2 separate regions of the Mus musculus genome follow, and region 2 is linked to region 1. The links are chromatin contacts, called in public HiChIP or PLAC-seq maps. All regions are on one chromosome and are shown on one strand. Each heading gives the region's core, a stretch centred on a gene start, on an enhancer-like site or on the middle of the called end of the contact. The rest is flanking DNA. Distances are from core to core; before and after follow the strand shown.

Region 1 (3,123 bases), core at 461-2,960:
GCTCAGGCTGGGAAGGGAGGAACAAGGAACTGATGTTAGCTAGGCCAGGATCTCTGTGGGAGGAAACAGGAGACAGACCTGGCTGAGGAAGCACAATCCATACTGAGGGGACACGAAAGGAGAGAAGTGACTCAGGACAAGGTTAGGGAAGGCAGCCTGGACATCCCTCAAGGACAGAGTCACTAGCAGGGCTTGGAAACTGTGGAGGGAGGAGGCACAGGAACTTGAAATGGGAGTCAATTCCAAATGAAGTCAAGGTGTGGCAGACACTGAAGTGACTTTGTCCCCAACCAGGAGTCTGGTGTCCCTTCAACCATAGAGCTCTGATTCTTCACCATTATGTCACCAATATAAAATCCATACATCTGTGCCTATTCATAAGCAAGCCTCTCCCAAGAGATGACACGTTAGCATCTTTACCATCTAGAATGCCCTGCCTTATGAAAGCGGAAGGGGCTACTGGTCAGCCCTGCAGGACAGTTGTCACCTTTGGAGGGACCTCAAAGCAGGGGTCAGGGACACTGCACGAGCTGATGTGGGTATGTGTGGCACACTCCTTCTGACCTTAGGCGACCTCTCTCTGCCTGGTGTCCACCAGAGGAAGTCTACCTCCGAGCCTAGCCTGAGTAGTTGGAGAAGCAAGCCCTAAAAACTAAATGTTTCCTCCAGTCCCATTCAGTCCTTTCCTCTTGTCCCAGAGGCCCATTCTCGGTGTCCCTTTCCAACCAGTCCACCTAAAAGCCTGGGTTCTCGGAAGACTCTCCTAACTGCTTACCCAGTCTTGGGTCTGCAAGTCGTCCTGAGGCTTGCTCTTGGTGTCTGGCTGGCTGGAGGCCACGGCAAGCCCCTGTGGGGGTGACTGTTGTCTTTGCTCTTGAGCAAGCTGCCACTGTAGCGTCTTCCTCTGGGGGCGCTGTTGCCTGCTGTCCATCTCTAAGTACAGCAGGTTGCAGTTCCCTCGACTAGGGCTGTGGGGCAAGGTGCAGGAAGGGAACTGAGCAGGGTTCCTGCTGCCACGGCAGATCCCTAAAGCAGATGATGGCAGGCCCTGCTGGGGCCGCCTTCTACCTAGTGACTACTCTTGCCGAGTAGCGGGGTCCCTTGTGACTTTCTCTCCCAGGTCTTGTGGCCATTATCCTCCGCACCAGCATCCCCCCAGGGACAGCAGTAGCCTAGAAATAGATGCTAGCCTAGCCTTCTCTGCTCTCACCGAACCACCTGGTCTGCTTTTCCTCGCAGGGGGCGCTCCTTCTGCGGTCCTGACAAGCTCTTCAGTCCTAGGATCCCACCCTCAATAGGCCTCCTCCTGTCTTGGACAACCCTACCACACAAGGCCCAGGCTCAGCGCCAACCTGAGCTCTCATTTCCCACCCTCTCCGTGGGTATGAACTGTGGAAGTCAGTTAAGGGCAGCAGTGAAGGTATGTGGGAGTTGGGTCACCCGCTCCCACGCGGATGCAGAGCTCGCCCAGAGGGCTCTGGGAAGGGCTCTGTAGGCTCCGGGACAGATGAGGGGGGCTTAATGAGCTCCGGTTGACAATGGATCAGCCGGTGAGCCCAGGCTCAGAAGGGTCTGCACAGGGAGTGGAGGGTCGTGTGGCCTGTGAACGCTCATGTGGGTCCAGGTAAACAGAGCTGGCTGGTGAGGCTGACTTAGGACCTTCAGCACCAGCCTGAGAAAGCTGGATCCAAGGACAGAGCTCTAGGGAAGAGGGACGGAGCTTCCGTCCTACAGACCCCGCCCTCCGCGGCCGCTTCCGCCCCCTCCACGCGTGCGCCCCAGCGTTCAAGCCGCATGGCCCCAACACATTCAGAGAAATCACAGCAGTGGGCGGCCTGAGCGCCGTCAGTTTATTAGTGTCGCTTCAGCACCTTGAAATCGTCCACATGGTCGCATGGGACAGATCAGTATCTGCTCCCAAAAAAAGCTATTTACATGAATCCTGCTTTTTATTAAAAAAACAAAAACAAAACTAGCAACATACACACTCTAGAAATCAGTCACAGCGCGCTGGGCAGTCTGCAGAAGCGAACGGAGTCATCCTCACGCAAGGCTGTCAGCTTCTGCTGGCCCCCTTCCAGGACAGAGCAGTCTCTGAAGGGCACAGGGATTTAGGGAGCAAGTACCCTGGCCCTGGGGAGAAGTGCCAGGACGTTTTTATGCGGAATTCATTTGAGATGGAGGCTAGAGGAAGAAGTGAGGCTTGCAGGATAAGGCTAGGGCAAGCCATTGCTTCAGGGCTGAGCCTCCCGCCTCCCCACGCCTCCCCACCCCCACCTCCCAGCACTGGTACCTTTACAGTGATACTGAGCTGCGTACTCAGAGGGTGGTGGCAGGAACCAACTTGAAGGTAGAGGCAGGGCCCCCAACTGACAGCAATGAGCAATGGCAACTGGTGTTGCTTGACAGGGACCTCTAAGACTGGCAGGCTCTGAGGGTGATGCCTCAGAGCTTCGGATGCAAACACACTCTGCGGTTCGTACCACTGCACTGCCTGTCAGGGGGGCTTTGGTGTCATCCTTCAAAGGGACAAAGTGCTTCTCCATGACTTCTCATTACAGCTCCATGAGGTAGGCAAGGAAAATGGACCATCTCTCTAACCACTGGGGGAGTGAGGCACAGGGAGGAAGGACTGCTGTCTAGGTCTGCACCTAGCACTGCCATGGTGGGGGTTGGGGGGAAGGTGTATGGTGCTCAGGTGCTAGGCTTTCCTGACTCCACCCTGGGCCAGCTGTGGGACAAAGACGCTGCCTACACCTTCCTCTTGTGTGTGTAAAGTCAGACCCCTGGAACCAGTCAAGGAAGGAGCACGTATGTACAGGGGAAGGTTCTGGAAAAGGGCTGCCCTCAGGCAAGAGCTTGAACCCCTGTGGCCTCAAGGCTAGAAATCTAGGTCAAATGTTTCATATGAAGGTTGACTTTTGGGAAAAAACACAAGGGGCAGGTAAACTAGGCTCTTAGGCTCCAAGGATTACAGTGGCCTGACTCAGCACAAGATCTTTTCAGAGAATACCTCACCAGGAGTTCCACTAAGAAGCCCTGGACCCAGGGACCTGGGGACCTATTATCCAGGACAAATAGACCCTGTTCAGCAAGTCAATAAGGGAGGTAAGTAAATAAAAA
Region 2 (3,123 bases), core at 299-2,798, 41 kb before region 1:
TTAAAAGAAAATGACAGATCTCCAATGCTAGAGCCCAGGTGTAGGGCCCCAAGGAGTGAGCCCCATACCTGACACATCCAAAGCCAGTAAGTGTGAGCCAAAGGGAATACACACCAGACTACTACCCAGTAACCTGCGCCCACAAGGTTCTACATTGCCTGCCAGGGCCCCACCAAGACAGTGGCCCTAAAGCAGTAGAGGCCCTGCTTGCTTTACCAGAAATCCTAAGGACAGCCCTGACACAGACTGCAACTTCTCTCCTTCCCTTCTACCCCAGGCTCCAACACTGCCCTCCCTCCACTGGGCGGCCAGCACTGGAGACCCACAGCACCAACAGGAACCTCAACTGTGCGTCCCAACCTGAACTCCTGTGACAAGCTGCATGCTGGCACTAGCAGAGAATATTAAACAACTTGTCAGGGTTCACATAAATGATAAATAATGCAAGGCATACCTATAATCCCAGTGAGATTTGAGAGGCAGGAGCAGACAGATCTCTGTGTGTAAGACCATCCTGGTCTATATAGTGAATTCCAGCAATTCAGGACTACACCATGAAACCCTGTCTAAAAACTAATAATAATATAATAATGTTGCAATTATGTAAGGTTATAACCCTGACTGGCTTTCCCACCTTGAGTGGGGGACGCATAAATTAAGTCCTACACAAGGTGACTGTCTGTCTTGTCGTCCTTTCTATCAGCCCTGTTCTGTTCACTCACTCACACTGGCACAGTCTGTGGACACCCAGAGCCTCATCCAACAGAACGCTACCCTTCCTGTGCTCAGACCATCCTTCTACGGCCCCTGTGTCTGTGAGATGTCACTATGGTGAAGTATCATACCGGGTACTCACTCACAGTAAGTCCCGCAAAATAAGCCCCTTGGGTCCAGCCTTCCCCAGGCTCTAACAGTAGCTAGAACGCACTCTGCACACAGCCCAGGACGTTTCCTCAACAAGTATTCCAGGCTCTAACAGTAGCTAGAACGCACTCTGCACACAGCCCAGGACGTTTCCTCAACAAGTATTCCAGGCTCTAACAGTAGCTAGAACGCACTCTGCACACAGCCCAGGACGTTTCCTCAACAAGTATTCCAGGCTCTAACAGTAGCTAGAACGCACTCTGCACACAGCCCAGGACGTTTCCTCAACAAGTATTTCAGGCTCTAACAGTAGCTAGAACGCACTCTGCACACAGCCCAGGACGTTTCCTCAACAAGTATTTCAATGTTCTTCCACATTTATACTCTTGCCTTTATTTCTCTTCCTGTTGCTGTGGCTAAGTTAGTTGACAGAAGTAACTCCTCTTAAGGGAGAAAAGGACTTAGTCTGGCTCGTAGTTCCATGTTACAATCCGCAGTGGCAGGGAAGTCCCACAGTACTAGAAGCTTAAGACAGCTAGTCACACGGTCAGGAAGCAGAGTGGAGCTCGATGCTACAGCTCAGCTCTCCTTTCTCCATTTACACAGTCCAGGATCCCAGCAATGGAATGGTGCCGCCAGCAGTGGGCGTGGCCGAGTCTTCTCACTTTAACATAATCAAGATAAGTCCCTACAGGTGTGCCCAGAGGGCAGCCTTGCAAGTGATTCTACAGGGACAATACTACTCACCACCCTCTTTCTCTTTGAATGACAATGTTCAGTCCTGCCTACCGGATGGCAGGTCTTGTCTTAAGTGGGCGTTGGGCTTTCTGACTTGTGTCCTGGTCTCTGCACTCCTGTCCCACTTCTCAGAAAGGCTATTCAGCTGTCCCCCATCCTCTCTGTCACTTGTGAGAGCCTCCCTCTGAGCTCTGGCACAGCACATGCTCGTACTGTCTCCTCCTCTGGAGGCCCCTTCCCTCCATACTCACATCTGCATCAACCTGCCTTCTCTAACATCTCATCCTGTCGCCCAAAGTGGGCGTCAGAAAGCTGAAAAGCTGAGTCCCGGGTGTTGCGGCATCATCAGTCACTGGGCGTGGGGTAAGGAACACATCTGCTCGACTTTGTGCTTCAACTCCCAGCAGGTGCTCCTTGTCACCTTCCTGCACCCCGGGGTGGGGGTGGGGGGACCTTGCCTCAACTGTAGCGCCTACTCTTCTAGCCTAGGGTAGGTAGGGCTCTGGCCAGTCAAGTTCCAAGCTGTTCTGAGTTTGGTCAACTGCCATGGTGGACATCGTACTTCCTCCCCTCACATAACCTGGGTGGGCACTGGAGTCCTACCCTGTGCCTGTATATACAGCTTTGGCGTTCCTTTCCTAAATTCTAGGGGTGAGGGTCTGTGTCCTGCTGGCAGCACTAGCTTGAAAATAGCTGTAACCATTGTGCTGGAATCCAGGAGTTTCTTTCTCATCACAGAAGATACTTGTCTGTTCTGTAGCAGGGTCTTGAGACAATTTCATGTGTGTCGACCATGCTGGCTGTGATTGGCATCCAGTGATATCGGGCAAGTGTTACAGCTTTGTTAATCTCACATTGAAAGTGAAACCTAGAGTCCCTCACACAGACTAGAGTCAAGGCAAGCCACTATAGAGGTCCAAGGCCAAGGTCAAAACACAAGCCCAGACAAGAGCCCCACCCTGCAACAGAGGTCTGACCCTGAGAGACAGCAAGGCTGGCTGGTCTACAACTGGGCCTGCCAGCCTGACTCACAATCCCAATATGATGTCCTCTGCACTTGGCTGTGAGGTGGGCAAGGCTTATGCTAGATTGTCAATCAAAAAGATGGAGTTAGCCGGGCATGGGCGCATGCCTTTAATCCCAGCACCTGGGAGGCAGAGGCAGGCGAATTTCTGAGTTCGAGGCCACAAAAGGGCACACAAACCTGGCCACTCACTGCAGCTGCTCACTGCAGGGTGCAGGGGACACAGGCACAGACCTGGCCACTCTCTGCAGCTGCTCACTGCAGGGTGCAGGGGACACAGGCACAGACCTGGTCACTCACTGCAGCTGGGATACTCCTCTATAAGCCTGTTTGCTCATGTCCAAGTTTCTGCAACTGAAATGTGTGAACGAAGAGCCTAGGCTCAAACTGAGAGCTCCAGCCACTCAACCTACTGCTCTGCCTACTGCCAACTGTGATGAGGGTCACCCATGGGGTCCCTGTCAGGGCTCTGGTGCCAGTGAAGTACATCAGAGTAA

The links. HiChIP or PLAC-seq counts read pairs in DNA pulled down with a chosen protein or histone mark.
Region 2: a contact with region 1 is called in an H3K27ac HiChIP or PLAC-seq map of embryonic stem cells, with 5 read pairs. The contact joins the enhancer-like site here to the promoter of Tex22 in region 1. A contact is called at or near these places in 11 of 39 promoter capture datasets (the 3T3-L1 cell line, cranial neural crest, embryonic stem cells and 7 more), 15 of 484 Hi-C or Micro-C datasets (CD4 T cells, CD8 central memory T cells, Th1 cells and 8 more), 9 of 115 datasets of contacts at active chromatin or transcription factors (CD8 T cells, double positive thymocytes, embryonic fibroblasts and 2 more) and 4 of 9 other capture datasets (adipose tissue, embryonic stem cells, liver and 1 more).

The regions. Positions count from the first base shown.
Region 1 is chr12:113,073,089-113,076,211 of GRCm38.p6, reverse strand. It overlaps Tex22 (testis expressed gene 22), which reads right to left and starts at 1,710. Exons shown (of 3, transcript NM_001361919.1): 1 at 1,353-1,710; 2 at 776-968. The coding sequence starts at 931. Pacs2 (phosphofurin acidic cluster sorting protein 2) reads right to left here. Exons shown (of 24, transcript NM_001081170.1): 24 at 1,811-3,123.
Region 2 is chr12:113,113,771-113,116,893 of GRCm38.p6, reverse strand. All of the region lies in intron 2 of Mta1 (metastasis associated 1), which reads right to left. Among named protein-coding and RNA genes, the nearest start is that of Mta1, 17 kb to the right of the region's middle. Within about 2 kb of position 1,548, at least 11 of the 459 cell types and tissues checked have an H3K27ac peak or open chromatin away from gene starts, as enhancers often do. A contact at or near this core is called in embryonic stem cells and trophoblast stem cells, where this site is marked.